Regions from separate parts of the Mus musculus genome. Here region 2 is linked to region 1. The links are chromatin contacts, called in public promoter capture Hi-C maps. All regions are on one chromosome and are shown on one strand. The core of a region is the stretch at or near the end of the contact, and the rest is flanking DNA. Distances in the headings are between cores, read along the strand shown. Region 1 has its middle 45 kb from the start of Secisbp2. Region 2 has its middle 8.0 kb from the start of Gm2848.

The links. Promoter capture Hi-C pulls out the DNA fragments that hold promoters and counts their contacts.
Region 2: a contact with region 1 is called in a promoter capture Hi-C map of the HPC-7 cell line. The contact joins two enhancer-like sites. A contact is called at or near these places in 2 of 39 promoter capture datasets (the HPC-7 cell line and maxillary cranial neural crest) and 1 of 115 datasets of contacts at active chromatin or transcription factors (acute myeloid leukemia).

The regions. Positions count from the first base shown.
Region 1 is chr13:51,694,442-51,698,538 of GRCm38.p6, reverse strand. It overlaps a transcript of Sema4d not described here. Among named protein-coding and RNA genes, the nearest start is that of Secisbp2, 45 kb to the right of the region's middle. Within about 2 kb of position 1,853, at least 17 of the 459 cell types and tissues checked have an H3K27ac peak or open chromatin away from gene starts, as enhancers often do. A contact at or near this core is called in the HPC-7 cell line, where this site is marked.
Region 2 is chr13:52,563,149-52,567,245 of GRCm38.p6, reverse strand. No RefSeq gene overlaps it. Among named protein-coding and RNA genes, the nearest start is that of Gm2848, 8.0 kb to the left of the region's middle. Within about 2 kb of position 2,200, at least 56 of the 459 cell types and tissues checked have an H3K27ac peak or open chromatin away from gene starts, as enhancers often do. A contact at or near this core is called in the HPC-7 cell line, where this site is marked.

The DNA of each region.
Region 1 (4,097 bases), core at 604-3,103:
TCTGCTATCTTTGAGCAGGTGGCAGGTTGGGTCGGAGTTGGCAGACAATCTTATCTGAAGCAGAGGCCATGTGGTTTTGAACTCAACTCCCTGTAACCTTTCTACAAAAAGCAGTGTATGTCTTTGAGGTCTGCTGAGGAGGCCAAAGCAGCTGTCCCAGGTGAGACCCCAGTTGGCTCTCCTAGCCCAATGACATGGGCAGGGCAGGGCTAGGTGGGCAGAGCAAGTTGGGAGCCTTGACCTGCGTTTTTCTCTCTCCTAAAACAGCTGTTTGTATGATTTATGTGAGTGGCTTGGGGCTAGCTGATTAAAGGCCTAGTGCGCTGTTTTTAGAACACAAGACTTAAAGAGAGGGTGAACAGGGACTCTTCAGTCCCTTGGCATGTGTCCTGGTGTCCGCTCTGGCTCTGCTGGTGACTCTGAGCTATCTTGGGGGAGCCTCACCCCTCTAGAGGGTTGATTAGAGGTCAGATAGACAGCAAGGCTTGTACTCAGGACTATTCTGCCCACTCCTGCTTCCACCCAGGACCTCCATGTCCTCTGGATTGGATGAGTGTTTTCCCAGTGTATGAGGCAATTCAGACGCCCTGTTCTGCATACCCAAGTGAGATGACCAGGGAAGACATGAAAGCTGCCCCAAGCATGGCTGTGGGGAAGGTCAGGCTGCCTACAGCCTAGAGCTTGCAGGAACTCCCGTTTAGTTCCAGGAAAGGCAGCAGGATCCGGCACTGACTTTTCCTCCAGTCTTTGTGCCCGGGTCTGCAGCCCAGCACTGAGGTCCGGCCATACCCAGCCAGGTGGGTGGAGGGCTGGAGCCGCTGCACTGTCTGACCTTACACTGCAGTTGCTTCCCCGTGTGCTGATATCACTGGGAGGTGCATGTTTATTCTGTCCTGCTGCCAGCTGCCAAAGGTTGGCATATGTACAGCACATGCCATGCCAACACACACCACACTGTGACATACACTACACCACACCACACATACCACATATACCAGGCACCACACATAACTCCCACCACATACTCTCCACACATAGCCCCCAACACCACACATATAATTACCCACTGCACACACAACACATTTATCCCACATTTCACATAACCCCCAGTACCACATGCCACACGTACCACATCTTACATGCCACACACCATGCACCACATATCACACCATACATGCTTCCTTTGTGTACCACATATATAACATCACACATACCACATACACACTCCATACCATATATCATGCTACACATACATGTACACACTACGTACTCAGTCCATAAACACTGCACACATCACACAAACCCCATGTGTAGCACACAGCCACACCACCACCACATCTCACCTATACCAAATACCTACATCACAAGTCACCCACACTACAAATTGCCCACACCGTAAAAGTACCACCCAATGCCATGTGCGCACAAACCCTACAAACTTAAGACACTTACCTCAGGTGCTTTACGAACAGCATAAGCAAATTGCTTTTACCAAGCGGGGTTCCTAAGCAAGCACCTGTACATTTTTGGGTCCCCTCATTTAGTCCCTGTTTGGGGTATGGATTCGGGGGGCCCTAAGAGAGCTGAGGAATTGGGGTAGTGGGGACAATGAAAGCTGCTTCCTTTCCGGGCCTCCTGGGTTCTGGGCAGCTTCAGGATCTGGGCTCAAAGAAACTTTTGGGGCTCCTTTCTCCTAATGGGGGCCTCTGTGGTGGCCAGGTGGGTGGGGCTGGGAAAAGGGAGTCCCTGGTACCTCCCTTTCTCAAGGAGGGCAGGGGCACACCAGAAAGTGGTTTCCCATATCCATGACCTTTAAGAGTGTCCTCAACCATTGGGGCACTTCCTCATTCTGGTTCTTCAGGGGGTGGGTGTGTTAAAGATCACATGACCCTTATAGTGAGATGCAGAACTGGGTGGGGTGTGCCTAGGGTTCCTGCTGCTCCAATTTAGGAATCCATCATAAATGCAGACAATGATGTCTTGAGAGCATCAGCCTCATCCTTGAGCAGTATCTTTAGTCCCCCCAGAGTCCAGAGCCCAGCTCCCTCATTCCCAGGGCCTGTTTCAGTTCACAGTCCTAAGAAGCCACTGATGGCTACATCGTCATCTCTCAAGACTTCCAGGTGCAGTCCCGATTACCTGCATGATGAGGTGCCTGGGGGCAGAGACAGAGAAAGGGCCTCAAGCTTAGCCTCCCCTCACAGGTAACAGACATGCTTGTACTTGGTCTAAATTCCAGGCTGGCCAGGGCCAAATAAGATGCCATCTGAACTAGCAGCTGTCTGGACTAATGGCATGTGACTGATGGGGGAACTCATGAAATCTGAGGCTACGGTATGAGAGAAGTTTCTAGAAGTTGAGGGAAGCTTTGAAAGAGCCCTTGTGGCCAGAGTGCAGACTTGTGGGGACTGTGCAGCCCATGGGGATAGGTGGGTCAGAATCCTTCCCAGGAGGCTTAGTAGTCACTAACTTGATGTCAGGAAGAGCCCAGCCCGTGTGCATGACTAAATACCTGACAAAAGCGAGTCAAGGGGAGGTTTTAATTATGGTTCACAGTCTGAGTCTATGAGGAATGCAGCAGGGGCATGCACCTATAGTCAGGAAGCAGTGTTGCTCAGTTTGTGTTTCAACATCCCCTCCTCTGGGGGCATCACTGTGTAGCCTTGGCTGGCCTGGAATTTTCTAGACTACCACGTCTTCCAGTTCCCAGAAATCCTCCTGACTCTGCTTCCTGAATGCTAGGATTAACGGTGTGTGCCAGCCACCATGGCCAACCTCACAGGCATGCCTAGAGGCACATCTCCTAGGTGATTTTAGAGTGTCTTGAGCTGACAATATCTACCATCACATGAAGGTATTTGAGGCAGGTGGCACAAGACAGAAACAACTGTTAGCTTCAGTGAACCCCTAGCTAGGACATGGGTGAAAGAACTCTGGGAAACCTGTGGATGGGACGTGCCTGGGCAACTGTGATGCATAGGTCCAGTTCTGGGTCCGCCACCCAGTGCCAGATGGCACAGTACTGAGGGGGTGGCACCGTCCACTGCTTTTAATGCTCCTTCTCCCTCTCTTTGATTTCTGCACTCAGAAGGAATTGGATAGTTAAAGAACCAACAGAGAGTAAGTACCTCTTCACCTCTCTCATGTTTTACAGTGATGCCACATTTAAGTTTACAGGTGCTGTGGTGTGGGGTTTGTGGCCAATGTGACCTACATGTTTTCACCCCCCACCACAAACTTGATCTACAAACAAACAACAAAAGCCCGGAGTTAGTGTTTCATGTTCATTCCTTGGTTGTAATACCTCAAGAGTTAGTTGTTCCAGTTGGATTGTAGATTGATACCCAACTGCAGAGGAATGGCTAAAACAATATGGTTCCATGAAAGGCACTGAGTTGCAAAGGAAATGCTTGGCCCTAAGATCTACAGGTAACACCCAAGATCCTACCAGCTCTGAATCCAAATCCACAAAGCTGCTCCTGTCCTGGATCTACACAGGCTCTGTTGTGTCATTGTTCCTTAAACTGTTTCACAGCTGTTTAAGTAGTGTCGGCATAGTATTAAGTACTGTAAGAAATGTAGAAATGATTCCAAGTCTCCAGGAGGAGGTACATGTAGGTTTTCTGCAAACATGTCATTTGATGTCCTCAGGGATCCCCTGCAGATACTAAGGGATGACTCCAGTTGTGCTCCCCAGTTGATGGACATCTGTATACAGATGTGTGTGCGTGCATGTGGATGCGTTCATATACACCTAAATACATGGAGTTGTCGGCGGCTAGAATTGAAAACACTTGAGTAGAAAGCAAATTTAAGTCCGCAGGGCTTGTCCACTAGTCTGCAGCCAGGTGGGTAGGCACAGGTGCTTCCGGAACACGAGACTGGCATGTTCCTGTCTTATGTATGTTTGTTTACTTTTTAATTTTTTAAGTTAATTTATTTTAGAGACAGAACCTTAGCATGGATCTCTGGCTAGCCTGGAGTTATGAGACTTACTCTATAGCTCAGGTTGGCCTTGAACTTATGGTGGTTAACCCTCTGTCTCTGCCTGCTGAGTACCGGGACTACAGGTGTGCTTCATCGTGCCCACTCAATTC
Region 2 (4,097 bases), core at 951-3,450, 870 kb before region 1:
TGCAGATCTGCACCCGTGTGAGCTCCCGGGTGCTCTGTGGTAATGCCTCCAGATGGTACATCAAAGACATCAGAGGGACATCCACTGGGGCCAGGGCAGCGCAAGCCATCCATCCCCTTCTGCACCTATGGGACGTGTGTGACTAAAGCTCTCAGTGTGAGCCTCTCACCTTTCAAATTGTTTATTGAAGGACCTGCACACTCGGAGGGCTCTTATGAAACTGCCTTTTTGTGGCTTTGGTCACAGCTCCGGGAGTGTGAGGCACCACAGGAAAGGACAATGGGGCCACCCAACAGGTGCTGGAGGGCATGGCAGCCCGACGGGGGCCAGCGGCCACACACACATCTTGCTTCTTCAGCACAGGGGGCAGGTGTGGGGTGGGGTGGGGAAGAAGTCATGCTTAGCCTGTGGCAATGCCCAGTGACTATGGAATGAATGAAAGAACTTCTCTTCTGGGAATATGCTTTCCCATTGATGACCCCTTCTCCCGGGACCTCTGCTCCCTTACTGGTCTGCTGGTTTCATGTTGAATTTTTTTTTCCACTTTGAAAACTCTGGGATTAACACTGGGTTTCTGGCATCTTTATGATAAACCGCTCTGCTGGGGGAACAGTTAGGGCTAGCCAGCATCTCCTGGTGTAAGGAGATTGGAGTTAGTCAGCCACAGTTCCTGGCTGAGGCTCCCTTGTGATGCGCACTGACTTAGGGAAGCTCTTCCAAGATCAGGACCCGCAGGGGAGAATGAATGGATTCGTCTCTTCTCTACCCCTGAGCAGGCAGTGACCTTGGGTCCCATACCCATGGTCTGCACGCTTTCAAGTTTTGCGGCTTTCAAAAGGAAGTTGGAGTACAGGTGGTGAGCAGCTTTGTTGAAATGGTGAGGCTTAACACAGTGTGTCAACCACTTACATCATTCTCTTTTTCAAGTTCCGAGTCTCCATTACTGCGAAGAGGTGCAACTGGGACTGCAGGCACCAGGGCCTCAGAATGAGCTCTGTGCACCTTGCTGGGCTCCTACTGTATCTTTGTCTTCAGTTGACCTTCAAATATCCCAGCTATGGCTGTGGAGAGTGAGATATTTTCCAACCGTAACAGTCCTACTTGACTCCCATGGAGACCTCCTCATAGGTCTCACGAGCTTTATCAAAAATGAGTGACCTAGGTTGAGTAGACCACTCAGTGTAGAGTGCTTGCTGCACATGCGTGTGTACCTGACTTCAATCCTTGGGCAAAAGCCATGTATGGCCACACACGATTGTAATTCCAGAGCCAGGGAGGTGGAGGTGGAGATGGGTGAACTCCAGGAGTACCAAGACTGCTTGGCAAAGTTCCAGGCCACAGAGCAACCGTCCTTCAAAAAAAAGGTGGAAGGCATTTGAGGAATGACATTGGAGGTTGTACTCTGACTCCCACAAACATGTGCACACATGTACACACATGCACCTGCACAGTGTTTGTGTATGTGTGTGTGTATGTACACACATACATATATACACATATACACACATATACATATACACATGTACAAATATGCACGCACACTCACACATACGCGCGCGCGCGCGCACACACACACACACACATAAAGAGAGGGAAAGGGAAAGTTTCCTAGAGGTTTTCCTTGCCCGACCTGACTTGAAATCCAGCAGAGGGCACTATACTGTCAGCCAGACAGACATCTTCCTTCTAAGTGAGCAACTGGTAACAGCTGCCAGCTTTTAGCAAAACCAGTCTCATCTGGACAAGGGCTCCCTGTCCAAAAGGAGGCTAAGAACACACAGCAAGGATGCAATCCCATTCCAGGAGAGCCAGCTCAGACATGAAGGCACCAGTGAGACCTTGTCCTCTTTAACAGAGTCCTTACATTTCACGCATGACGAGACACGATAACCGCTTTGTATTCTTCCCGGGCTCTATTTATAGCAGTTATTAATGCGCCCATAATGGAAGTTCTTCTGCTTTTGGGGAACTGACTGTGAGACTAAATGACACCATGGTGACATCCTCTGCCAGGCATTCGGTATGGGCTGCTGCCTCCGAAATTGCCCATTTGGAGAACGTGTGCATGTCACAGGTTGTTTTCAAAAACCTTGAAAAAATGTCTAGCCATAGTTGCTAGGATTCAGATGTGAATGCCAGATTATCATAATGAACAAGCAGGGATTTTTGGCTGGTCTGGGGTTAGTTCCTTCTTTAGCTTGAATGTGACCTCTATGCTCAGGTCACTGAACGAACATTTCTTTACCTGGTTTCCTGAAGCCACATCCATACACAGCGATGTCTGGTGTCCACAGTCACTGCAGACCTTCTCCATTCTGGTGAGCAAGTTATTATCAAAGGCTTCTAAGCAGCCAATACTTTAAACATTTTATGAAAAACAAAAAACAAAAGTGATTCACAGTTGGTGGAGTGTCTGCCTAGAACTCCTGGAGTCCTGGGTTCGATCCCCAGCACCACATAAATGATTTGTGCAACCTCAGCACTCAGAAGGCGGAGGCAGATGGATCAGAAGCTTGAAGTCATGCTTGGCTACGTGGTGAGTTCAAGGCCAGTCTGGGCTACACGAGATTCTCAAGATCTTAAAACAAAACAAAACAAAAAACCGAACTTTTAAGTACATCACCCACGTGACTATGAAAACTGCTCATACCAGCTGTCTTTAGCACCTGATTTGATTGGCAGAGGAATGTCCTCAAGGGAAGCCCAGCCCAGACAATGGTTTTAGGAGTCAGGGCTCCAGGGCTCCAGGGCTCCAGGGCTCCAGGGCTCCAGGGCTCCAGGGCTCCAGGGCTCCAGGGCTCCAGGGCTCCAGGGCTCCAGGGCTCCAGGGCTCCAGGGCTCCAGGGCTCCAGGGCTCCAGGGCTCCAGGGCTCCAGGGCTCCAGGTGTGGCTCTCTCCCCAACCAGTCACAGGAGCAAATCTTGTGAGGGCCGGTTTAGCTCCATCAGTCACCTGGAGTGGGGGGTGTGCTTCACCCAGGAGGAGTTTCAGACAGTGCCCCTCCAAATGCCTTTCCCGACACACCTGTGCTGGCTGTTAGCTGGTTATTTAGAGATGCAGGATTAACTCTGAAGAGTTGGCTGTCCTTCTGTACAAAGGATTTTGGACCAATCTGACTTTGTAAGCAGCGGATGCAGACCAGAGCTAGTTTATGCAGTTGTAGCAGGCGCTGACATCTGACCCCACAGAACTGGGCATCAAACCTCATATGATTTCATCTGCATCACAGGACAACCCTGGCTGGCTGTGCACCTTGCTTATCCTCTATAGCCTCACCCACCAGCCCTTTGTCAAGTTCTGTGAGGGATGCTGTCTCGCCCTCTCTGAGTCATGAAGTAAATGTGGGCGCCATCAGCTGGAGTTCTTAAAAGGCCATGCTTGTGCTAGACATTTTACAAGGTTGACTGATTGGAACTTCAATGGCTCGATTATTACAGGTCATGAGCCAGATTAATATTGGCTCCCATGGGCCTTTATCTTGCCGTGTGTTGCCTATCTCCCTGTAATATAACCAACATCGCCAGGAACTCTTCTGAGAGACTGCTACTTAGATGCAGTTGGGACCTGACTTTTGCTGCAGAGAAAAATTTCAGAACAAGTCAGTGAGTTGAAGACGGGATGTATTAAAATAAGAATGTGGCATGCTTATGTTACAGAGTATGTACCAGAGATGACCACTCTGTTTATAGCCAACTCAAAGTCTATTCCAGCGAGCCGGGACTACACTCAATTTTTCAGGGACCCACCTGTAGCCCTGAATATTTAGACCAAGGGGCTTTTAAAAGGCAAAACTATACCCTGATATCTCACTCAGCAGCTTCAGGGGGCGGTTTGTCCAAGCAAACAGTCTAACAGAACCTAAGAGGTATCCTGACTCTAGGTTCCTAGAATAGAACTGGGTTGGGTCATTTCCCATGGGATTCTCAATCAAGATCAGATTTTAGTTAAGTCTGAAGTGTCCTTGGGAAGAACACAAGGTCTTCTTGCTCTGTCACACTTAGACCTAAATGATGTGACCGTGGGCATGGAGAAAGAGAGCCTTAACATTTAACCATAGCTATCAGTATTATTTTGGGCCCTCTGAAGTGATGATGGTC